Linked DNA regions of Gossypium hirsutum: region 1 is linked to region 2. A link is a contact called in public Hi-C data. All regions are on one chromosome and are shown on one strand. The core of a region is the stretch at or near the end of the contact, and the rest is flanking DNA. Distances in the headings are between cores, read along the strand shown.

The links. Hi-C and Micro-C count contacts between places; a contact is called where the count stands out from the background.
Region 1: a Hi-C map of leaf shows a contact between it and region 2, with 1.4 times the contacts expected there. The contact joins the promoter of LOC107924823 here to the promoter of LOC107895304 in region 2. A contact is called at or near these places in 4 of 34 Hi-C or Micro-C datasets (callus and leaf).

What each region holds. Positions count from the first base shown.
Region 1 is chrA11:11,735,629-11,740,820 of Gossypium_hirsutum_v2.1, reverse strand. LOC107924823 (WRKY transcription factor 22-like) reads left to right here and starts at 2,707. Exons shown (of 4, transcript NM_001416332.1): 1 at 2,707-2,846; 2 at 2,940-3,028; 3 at 3,153-3,293; 4 at 3,552-4,250. The coding sequence starts at 2,949. The coding sequence ends at 4,137. It overlaps LOC107924745 (ATP-dependent Clp protease proteolytic subunit 5, chloroplastic), which reads right to left. Exons shown (of 9, transcript XM_016855326.2): 9 at 4,996-5,192. The coding sequence ends at 5,186.
Region 2 is chrA11:11,588,419-11,594,393 of Gossypium_hirsutum_v2.1, reverse strand. LOC107895304 (WRKY transcription factor 23) reads left to right here and starts at 2,373. Exons shown (of 3, transcript XM_041081055.1): 1 at 2,373-3,142; 2 at 3,257-3,514; 3 at 3,653-4,343. The coding sequence starts at 2,754. The coding sequence ends at 4,058.

The DNA of each region.
Region 1 (5,192 bases), core at 1,458-3,957, 150 kb before region 2:
CACCCATTTTCTCTCCATCTTCTCCATCTTTGACTTGAACATGTTCCTCTACCATTCCCAACTTATTTTATTCAAATATGAAATTTAAAGGTGGATGGCATTGGAGATGAATTGGTTAGAATTATATTCTAGACAAAAACAATCAATGGAAGCCAATGCATCTCTGCATTTTGAAACTAACAGGGAATTGAATGCCACCACACAATTAAGTGCTAAAGCCTCTTGGAAATGACTTAATTGAATATTTAAAATTTCATTATCATCTTATCATAATCATAATCTTTTATAAGTGATTCTTCCACCTATGCTACTTCTCTTTATGTATAATAATGTTTTTTAAAATTGTCGTATTCTAGGTGTGAAGAGTGATTCTCATCAATATTACCCAAATAGATTTGGATTTCATTTAGTCCAAACGTGTCCATGGTTCTACCTTTTCAAACCAGCTTAATATCCAAACCCTTCCATGCTTAAGAAACATTTCTTTCATATTATCCACTTGAAACTTAAAAAATAAATTGTTTGTTTGAGGTTCTCCACCTTCCAAATTCTCCTCTTCGAATTTATCTTTCAAGCTGCTAGCTTTATAAAAACAATCAAACATTTGTTCAGTGTGTGCATAGTTTTGCAATCAACAAAACTAACAACCATTTTCTTAGATTCCATCAATACACCTATCACATTCCATCCACTTATATTGCCTCTACCATCTTCCACATGATATTTTAACTGTATCAATTTGTATTAAAGGTTGCTTGTAGGTTTTTTTTTTTTATAAGTGTCCTTTGAGTTTTGAAGAAATTAAGCATTATGTTGACGTTGGTTTAACCTCTTCCAATATATGGAGCACTTATTAAACTGCACATACTGACTTCGATGGAATGATTGAGAAGCCAAAAAATCATTCAACTTGTTTGCTTTACCTCCTTGATTCTGGAGAAACTTAATCATATATATTTTTAGAAAACATCGTCGGTGGATATTTGATGGCAGATTGTTGACTTCCAAATCATCATTTTAGAATCTATCACATTCTCTTTTACTTCAATTATGTTATATCAAATATTTTCCAAGTCATTTTGCTACTCTCTATATATAATATAATAAGTAAATTTCTCACGTTATGGGATATTTTTCTGAATTGTTATATAATCTTTTTCAATATACCAAAAGATGCTAATCTATGTAATGATTAATATCATTTTAAATTATAATTCTTTATATTTATAAAACAAATTATTTGCAAACAAACCTTTCTTAAAAGAAAAGCAATTGAGGTCATTAAATTAGATTAAAAAACCTACCACAACTTTGAGCTAAATCAAAGTGTAAATAAGAGCCATCGTTTATTAGTTGACGTAAATGATAAAAGCTTAAGTTAATGATGATTTATCCTGAATTACCAAAATATTTACATAAAATCCTAACAAGTGGAATCAATGTAAAGTCGGCGGTGAATGAACTTGTCATAGAAATTGAGCACCTTGTTTTACCTAAAGGATTGCCACATCTTGACCACCTGTCAGACTTTGTTATCATTAATTAAAAATATTGAAATGGTCAGGCGGTTTATAGCACCCAAAATTCAAACTCTGAAATAAAGCAACGGCGACTCGGGACCTTAATGTTAGTATAAATTTAATTAGAGATGGATTTGTATGGTGTGGGTTCTAGCACAAGCTGAGTAACAAAATTTATCCCTTCTTCAACGCCAAGAAATATCAGATTAATTATATATTCAAAAAAAGTTTAAAAGCTCCACTGGGGTTTATCTATCTATTCAGACAGTTTTTTTCTTAGAAATATATGAGTATATATATAGAAAGTTGTTAATTTGATATATTAGTCGGTTCCATGACGTCCACCAAACAATATTCTTCAAATCATTCATGTACATGGCTCAAATGATCGTATTTGATTGAAAATTGCTTACATTTTGACTTTGAGACGAAAAACGCATTGTATCCCTACTCAACTCTGGTTAATGCCTTCTGGAGTTTACTCAAAGCTGCATCAGTTAATTTTAAACCCAAATTGATGATATGGAGTTCTTACCACAAGTAACCAACGTTGGTTATGTATTACAGTTCTGCTTCAAGAAAAAAAAATCCAAGTCCTTCAATAAATAAACTATACAATATCAGATAATCGTATGTATCTGCATTGAATGTTTTTGTAAATCAAAAGGAGTTATCAAGTTTCATCCCAAACTTTTAATATTAAACCTCATTTGTCAGCGTTAATGATTGATCAATCAGTTAGAGGATATACCCCAGTTTGGCTGCGCCGCCTTTAGAAATACGCGCCTGCTGCATTTCCCAGGCAGCTATGTTCATAAGCTCTATGTGTAGAGTTAGATTCAGCTGAGATTTACGAAATTCTAACACATGTTCTTTCCACCAAATCCAACAGCAAACTGGATTGCTTCTGTTTGGGGAGAGTCATAAACCGTGTCCGCGTTCAGGATTTTTGGTTTAAGATAAGATTTGAGGATTGTCAGCTTGCAAGTGGAAAATTGATTGTGTGTGGGAGCAAAACTTGGCTCAAGCCAATGGAGTGGAGGATGGGCCCCGCCCCACGAAATATCTAACACATTTATATGCTGTAGCTGTCTGGACGGTTTTATTTTATTTTATTGCAAAGGTGGATGTGGAGGGAGCGCGAGTGATTGGTGATTTATGCATAGCATTGTTGCAAAATAACTTTAATATTAAATGAGTGACAAGAAAGGGAAGAAGCAAGTTGCGGGGTTTTATGTCGTGTTGCCTAACTCCCTTTTTATCTTTCTCACAATCAATTGGTTGGAGATCTTTAATCCTTTTGATTTTTATCTGTTCCTATGACTAGTAAGTACTGTAGGTTCATTAACTCTCCAAACAGCTCTGCTTGTCTCTTTTAATCATTTTGGCAGTAAGTAATAACATTGCAAGGGGATACAGGAAGTGGTGATGGACGATTCTGTCTCTCCAAAATTGGCTTCAGATGATTCCGAACTCAACCCAACTGATACTCAGTCATCCAAAAGAAGGTTAGTGGTATTTAATATATACTCAAATTTTCTAGTCTTTGGCTAGTACATGGCTGTTTTGACATCTTTAGCAATGGTTTATTTCAGGGATAACATTTCTAAGTCTTAGATATGTTGTATTTAGCAGGAAGGTGGTTGAGAAGATTGTTGTTACACTGAAGGTAGGAGAAAATGGTGGAAAGCTAAAGAGCGAGGGGCCTCCTTCTGATTTATGGTCCTGGAGAAAATATGGGCAAAAACCTATCAAAGGATCTCCTTATCCCAGGTGTGCTTTCTTCTGCGTCGCGATTTCTTGCTTTATATCGTCCTTAAGATGAACTCATAAACTTTTGTCAATACATCCAAAACTTACATCATGTTTCTTCAGTTCTGTGCATGTTTTTGTTGAAGTTTGAGTTAGAACTACATTTTTCCTCCCACACCTTAAAATTTAGCCAATAAGGGTTTTTCCGCCCCTTCACGTTGTCCCATTCCTCCGTTCCCCATTGAGAAATCTCACAAGGTTTCATGTTTCATTATGCAGAGGCTATTACAGATGTAGCACATCAAAAGGTTGTTCAGCCAAAAAGCAAGTGGAAAGATGCAAAACAGATGCCTCGATGCTTATCATCACTTACACCTCTAGTCATAACCATCCAGGTCCTGATCTCCACTGCGCCGACCTAAAACAGTCCCCTAAAGAACCCCAAACCACCCATAGTGATGATGATAAGCCCCCAACTACTACGCTGAAGCAGCTCCCGGAGGTTTCAGAAAAAGAGCCAGAAGAAGTAAAAAAGGAGCAAAACAAAACGAGCAGTACAGATGAAGATGCAAGTGAAGAGCAGCATTTTCACTATTTACAATCCCCATTAAGTTTTCCCCAGAATAACATCATTAGCCAAGAAGATCCCTTCAACGGGAATCTAGAGAAAACCCATGACACACTGGGGTTTCTGTTGGATGAAGAGCCACTGTCTTGCCTTCATATAACAACATCTTCAATACCAAAATCAGAAGAAAATGATTTCTTTGATGAGCTTGAAGAACTACCCATATCTTCTGCTTTCACAAGTTTGATGATGCGAAGCAAGTTTTGGGATGAAGGAATTCCTGTTGTCCCTTCTTGATCAGTAGTGTTTATGGGTCTCAGGAAAAAAAAATAAAAGTAGTTAAAATGCTCATAATGAAGTGATTATGCCTTCCAGTACTAATGGTTCTAGTTTAGCATCTTCTATTTTTATCCTCTCTTTTTTTTCTTTTTTTCTTGTTTGAGGGTTCACACAAAAAGTGAAAGTTGGATCACTCTGGCAACCAAAAGGTCCGTGGTTGCTATAAAAAAAACCAAAATCTTTTTTAGCAAACAGGGAAAACCATGAAGTCTAATGGATAGAGACAACCACACACGCACGCCCCAAGAGAGAGAGAGGGGGTGGCTACTTTTGTTGGGTTGTAGTAGGTGTGAATTAATGAAGGCACGAGGTTCACGCGAGGATGCTTTGCTTAAGATCCTCTTTTATCTACTAAAAATTTACTCACACTAAATGTATTTATTAATTAATAGTATAATTACAGTGAATAAAAATATTATTTTCATAAAAATTATAAGTACTAATAATTATTGTTTTTTTATTATTTAATCAAATAATTTAAGTGATCAATTAAAAATTAAAATTAATTAACTAACGAGCACCACAAGTAACAAAACAAACAGGAAAATAATCAATTAATAAGTAAGAAGCAAAATAATACCAGGAAAAAATCAGCCTAGATTTTAACTATCACTACCTATCTAAATTTTGCAATTTCTTTACTTAGTATTTGATTGTAGAAATACCTAAATTATGTTAATATCTCTTTCGAGTTTGATTAATTAAAATTTCTTTCTAATTAAAAATTCTTTGAAGAAAATGATTTCTAATTAAAACCCCTATTTATAGCTGTAGAGAAATTTCAGTACTTTTTGCAGCCAAAAAAAAAAAGAAAAAGAAAAAGAAAAAGAACCCTTCATATTCCCTGTTTAATATTGTTTATATAATAATTAACATCAAAATTCATATTTCTTTACCATAATATCATCATTATTCAACACTGAAAGAGGCACTCAGATACGTGGGCAATTATTTCCAGTTATCTCTAAAGAGTAAGGCCATGTCATTGCTACCAAACACGCAATGGCTATTCA
Region 2 (5,975 bases), core at 1,124-3,623:
GTCAGTTGGGTTTCAAATAATAATTTTAATTATTGTTTTAAACAAGTTTTGAATACGAACAATTTAATATCACCAAGGACTTTAATCTTTCCATAAATTATAAAATTAAAAATTATTATGTAATTTTTATCAAAGAAAAATTATTGTATAATAAAATTACACTTTAGTCTTTTAAAAATAAAAATATTTTTATTTAGTTGTTTCAAAAGGAATGAAGTTATAAATTAATAAAAGATAAAATTTCTGGATTGAGATTGGATTTTCGTATTAACATGAAGTTAGTATTATTGTTATTATCATATCAAGAGAAATAAAATGAAAAAAAAAACCTGAGAAATAAATTTCCAAAACAAGGCTTTGAATTTTTGGAAAAAGGCAAGAACGGTCCAATTAAAATGAATGATCCCAAATCTTGTAACGTGGTAGGAGAGGAGAAGGCATGAAATGTAACATATACATTCTCGGCCAAAAAGCCAAAGTCACGGCACAATCAAGGCCACGTGCTTCCTGATGTCATCATCTCCACGAAAATCTCACCCGTTGGATCAACCACGTGGAAGTTAGCGGTGACCTCCCACAAAAAATAAAAAGAAAATAAGGAGGTCCGGTCCCACAAAAGCAAAGTCCGTAGGCAAAGGCAAAGACCACGTGTGCGATCGAGAAAGGTGGCGAAAGGCTCCAACGGTCGCATGCTATCGGTGTGCGGTCCTCTATGGGCACAGACAGCCAAGCCGGCCCTTTATCATCATGATTCATGGCCGCCGCTTTGGTTTTTGAATTTCACGTAATACAACAAAACAAGAAAAAGAGTTCTCGGCTTCTAGTCTTTAAGCTTGGATTTTACATACTTGTATTATTTCTATCCTTGTTGGATTCAGAAAGTTGATTATAATACGGAATCGTGCTGGATATGGTAGTAGATGAAAATTAATGCCGTATCTCTAGTGAAAGCTACGAGTGGATAAGACTGTCGTGTAGTTTGGGGTCTTAGAGGGAGAATTTCATGTGAAAATAAGTTAGTAATATTTTATTTGGAGAATGGATATAAAAGGTTTTCTTCATAGAATCATTTGTCTAGTTTGCGTTATACAAGCATAATTATATGGTCCTATTAGTACAGATCTCATTGGGCAAGCTAGGCGTCTTATGCTTCTCACGAGATGGTAGGTGGGAGTAGTTGACATGGAATCGATAATAACTCTCCTTTTCTTAACTTTTAATCATCTCCATCTTAGATAATCTTAGGGGCAGAAGAAGAAATTTGTATATTTATATTCAAAATTAGTTTTTTTAGTATGAATGTGGAAGAGCTAATTATTGATGGGATAATAAGATGTGTTTAGAATATAATTAGTTTTAATTTAAAAATTTATTTTTATTTATCAGAAAAAAAAAGTCTCATCTCACGTTTATCCTTCCAACAAAATTAAACATGTTGATATGATGGGGGTGTTAGTAATTAAGATGTGTGGATGTGAGAATCAATGACTGAAAAAGGAAAAAGATAGAAATGATGTGTGAAAAGAAGCCTCTAAATGAATCCTTAATTTCCTTACCCAAAAGAGTTAGGAACCTAATAATGGAAGCATGCAAAGCTAAGTCCAGCTTACACGCAAATTATTACATATATCATATCACAGCTTCCCATTCCCATTTGGATTTTACATTTGCATTTGCAATTGATTAACGATTATAGTGTGCCTCTGCAATATGCTACACCACCCCCACGTGCATCTACTTTAGCTTTCTCATAATTTCTTTCCTCTCCAATCCCATACCCCAAACAAACAGATTTCCGATCTTCTTTTCCTTCTCTTTTCTGCCTTTATGTAGGATTTTCGCCGGGAAGAAGGCTATTATTTTTCCCATTACCTATGCAATTAAATAAACAATGGATCGTACATGTTGTCCCTACAATTACATCATCTTTATATATGTATAGGACGGATGAAAGTCCCCCTCACTAATCTTATATATTATTTAATTATCTAAGCATTACATTAATACATACGTTATCTTATCTTCTTAAACGAAATTCACAACCGTACACGTCCCCCTATATAATAATATAGACTAGAAGGGTACAAGCTAAAAAATATATTTTTTTTCATTTAAAAGTGTGCTAAGAAGTCTGAAGAAAAAAGTATGAGTGTAATGCAAAAATTAAATGTAATTATTGAATTGTATATAAATAAATTTCTTTTGTATTTCCGAAACTTATTTCTTCAATTTATTCCTGCTATCCAAAGTATTGTTTGATTCACATGCACAATAAAGATAGGTATAGTTTTATTTAATTTAAATAAACAAAAAAAAACATAATTTTAATTATTTATACACCCAAACCGAAGCCAAGAGCTTTATCATTATGGTTTATGCCGTAAGAATATCACATGGGGGTGAACTCCGTTCACACTTGAACCAGATAAAAGACCGCCCAAAAATCTACGTATGAAAGCCTCCACCCCACTGTCCGACCAACAATGGGGCGCTCATGCCTCATGCAATGAATGACAACCGGCAGTGTTCAATATCCGTACAAGTGTTTGACCTACAATTGCCCGTCGATCCTTTAATAACTCTCTCTCTCCCTTTCTCAGTTGCCAAAAATCTCACTTTCCTTTAGAACTCTCTTCCTTTCTTTCTCTCACTAAACAAAGCATTCTTCTTCTTCTTCTTCTTCTTCTTCTTCTTCTTTTCTGTGGTGTGCAAGCTCTTTTTGATGAACAAGAACTGGAGTGTTTGATTGATACATGGAGAGAAAACAGGGTGTAAAGGTGGAAGATGTATTGGGAAACTCATCGTGTTCGGTGAATGATTTCCCATTACAAAGTATATTTGATTTGAGCAGCAACGAAGAAGAGAAGATCCGGTCGTTAGGGTTCATGGACTTGCTGGGTGTTCAAGACTTGATCTGTAGTCCTGTATTGGAGATCATGGCAGCACAGCAGGCTCCCTCTCTAATGGCAACCCAACCACCCAATCCTTTTTCTTCCACGAAGATCGAATCTCCTCATGAGGTTTTCAATCAGCCTGCCACTCCTAACTCTTCCACGATTTCATCTGCATCAAGTGAGGCTGCTCATGATGAACCTGCTAAACTAGATGACCAAGAAGAGGACCAGCGAAAAACCAAGAAACAGTGAGTTCAACTCTTTATACTACACTATTTTCTTTTCTTAAGAAGAGAGAGAAAGAGACGAAGATGTGTCTTTTCCGTCTATGTGAGCCAGTGTTCCTGTTTACTGCTAAACAGGTGTCCCATTTTGAAATTAATTTGGATAAGATATCAGGGTTTTGGTTTCCATCAAAGTGATTTGAAGCTGATCATGAAGATTATTTTTTGTTGTTTTGGCGTTTATGGGTTTAGGTTGAAACCCAAGAAGACAAATCAGAAGAGACAGAGAGAACCGAGATTCGCGTTCATGACAAAGAGCGAGGTTGATCATTTGGAAGATGGTTACAGATGGAGAAAGTACGGACAAAAAGCTGTAAAAAACAGCCCCTTCCCTAGGTACTAACTTCAATGTCCCAACTTCAACCTATTTTAGTTCCCTCATTCTGTATGTTATTCTTTTCACCAATTTAGTTAAAATCACAGAGACAGGCAACTTCCATAGGTTATAATGTTTACACTGTTTAATTCTCTTAGGAGTTATTATCGTTGCACCACCATCTCATGTAATGTGAAGAAAAGAGTTGAGAGATGTTTCAGTGATCCAAGCATCGTGGTAACCACTTACGAAGGCCAACATACTCACCCCAGTCCGGTCATGCCTCGTCCCAACCTTGTTGGTTCTCATCTGAATTCAGCCATCTCCGCCGCAAGTTTTGGCATGCCAATGCAAACTACTCCATCTCACTATCACCAGCATTTTCAACAGCCTTTTACTGATAACTTGTCTCCTTTGAACTTTGGCCATAATGGGTCCCTTAACGCCACTTTTCTTAATCAGAAGCGCTTTTGCACCCCAGGGCCAGAACCAGGACCGTCTTTGCTTAAAGACCATGGCCTTCTTCAGGACATTCTGCCATCCCATATGCTGAAGGAAGAGTAGATTAGAACATCCATTACCTTTATATGTAATTCTCCACTTGGAATGGAAAGAGGTATAGCGAAATGATCAGTTCACTGGTATGTGGCTTTTTTTTTTTTGCTGAGAGGTGGCATTTTTATTGAACAAGGAACTCGCTGCCCCTTTTATGCAAAGCTTGATTAATATTACTGTAAATTGGACTTGGTTTTAGTTTCTTATTTGGGTTTTTTTTAAATGTTTTTTTGCCACATTTAGTTAGTCTGGATATGTAGAGATTATGCACCAGGGAAATGGTTCTTTCTTTAACTCTTCTGAGTGATCTGACCCTTTGTTTGTCCTATACCTTTGTTTTTGTTATTATCAAAGGAATATGCATTGATTCCCGTATGAAACTAAGTAGTGCTTGAGGGCTAGGGTTCTTCAGAGAACAATTAATGCAGAAGCTAGAAAGCTCTCTATTTTCTATTTGTCTGGGAACCAGCCAAATCCAAAATGTTCGTAGCACTAATGAGGCCCTGCAAAAAAAGAAACAAAAGAAGGGGGAGTTAGAATTTAGTGAGAAAGAAGATGAATGTGCAGTAGCTAAATATGCTTGAGTTGGGTTGGGGCAGATGGAACAATAACTTGAGATCGACTTGCATAGTAATAACTCTCCTTTTCTTGCGTCTACATCTCAAAGATTTGGTTCATTGAATGGTGAGATGGGGGGATTCAGTGTATTGTTTAATTAAAGGGAGATTGAAGTCATTTTACCTATTCATGCACTATACATTACACATATATATGGAGCAATGATTCTTTTATTCTAATTATATTATGGGGTCTGAATTGAACATCGCTATCGACAGCTTCTTCGCGGTTGTATATGTGATGTCTACTGGGCATGTGAATATCAGTCACTGTTAAAGAATAATATTGTCGCCAGTGCCAGGTTGATTATTGGGAAAGAAATGGTACTGAATGCAAAAGGGAAAATCAGTTACCTTTCTAGGGTATAGCTAGCTAGTATAAAGAAAAAAGTCGAGATAATCCATTCCGTGATTGCTAGGGCCTACTGCCGCCCCCCAACCCAGGACATAATCCCCACTTTTATCCATCTTAACAAATATTTGTTGCAGCAACATAGGAGCGAATATAACAGGTAAGCTATAGTCTTGAATGTTGGAAGCATGATTAACATTGGCCATTCGGTTATCAAAGTTGAACCTAAATTTATCCTTGGGCTGCAATCATTTCATATGTTACCAAAGGGTGGAAACATGACGTTGCCTAATGTTTATGGCGTAATAAGAAATTGCTATGTTGTAACAACCTAAAATATGAGGAACCAATCTTGGCCTGACAGCAGCGAACATAGACCAACAGCTCTTTAATTCAATTTCACTTCGAAAATCTATACTTATTCTATTATTTAAGTATTTTATTGAGTCGGTATTATCCTCAATGGAGTCATCAATTTAGTTAAAAAGTTATGAGAATGTCCTTCCATAATTAAAACAAATAATATTATTTGGGGTATTTTAATATTTTCACTTAAAAATCAATAAAAATATGCATATAGTATTATTTGAATTCATGCCAAATAACATTAATAAAACTTCTATCAACTAAAACTTTTTATTAATATTTTTATACATTTTAATTTTATTATGTATACTTTATTACCTCTATCAGTTGTATATTTATATTATTATTTAAGCTCTTGATTGAGTTGATGTCATCTTTAACCGGGTCACCAAACTCGATTAAGAAGTTATGAGAATGCCCTTTCATAATCTTTAATTAAAAAATTAATATTATTTGAGAGTATTATAGTCTTTTTACTTAAAAAACCAATAAAAATATGCATATGGTAAAGTTTGAATCCAAATCAATTGCATTAATAAAACCTTTAATTTACCATTCAACTAAAGTTTTTTAAATAATATTTTTATACAT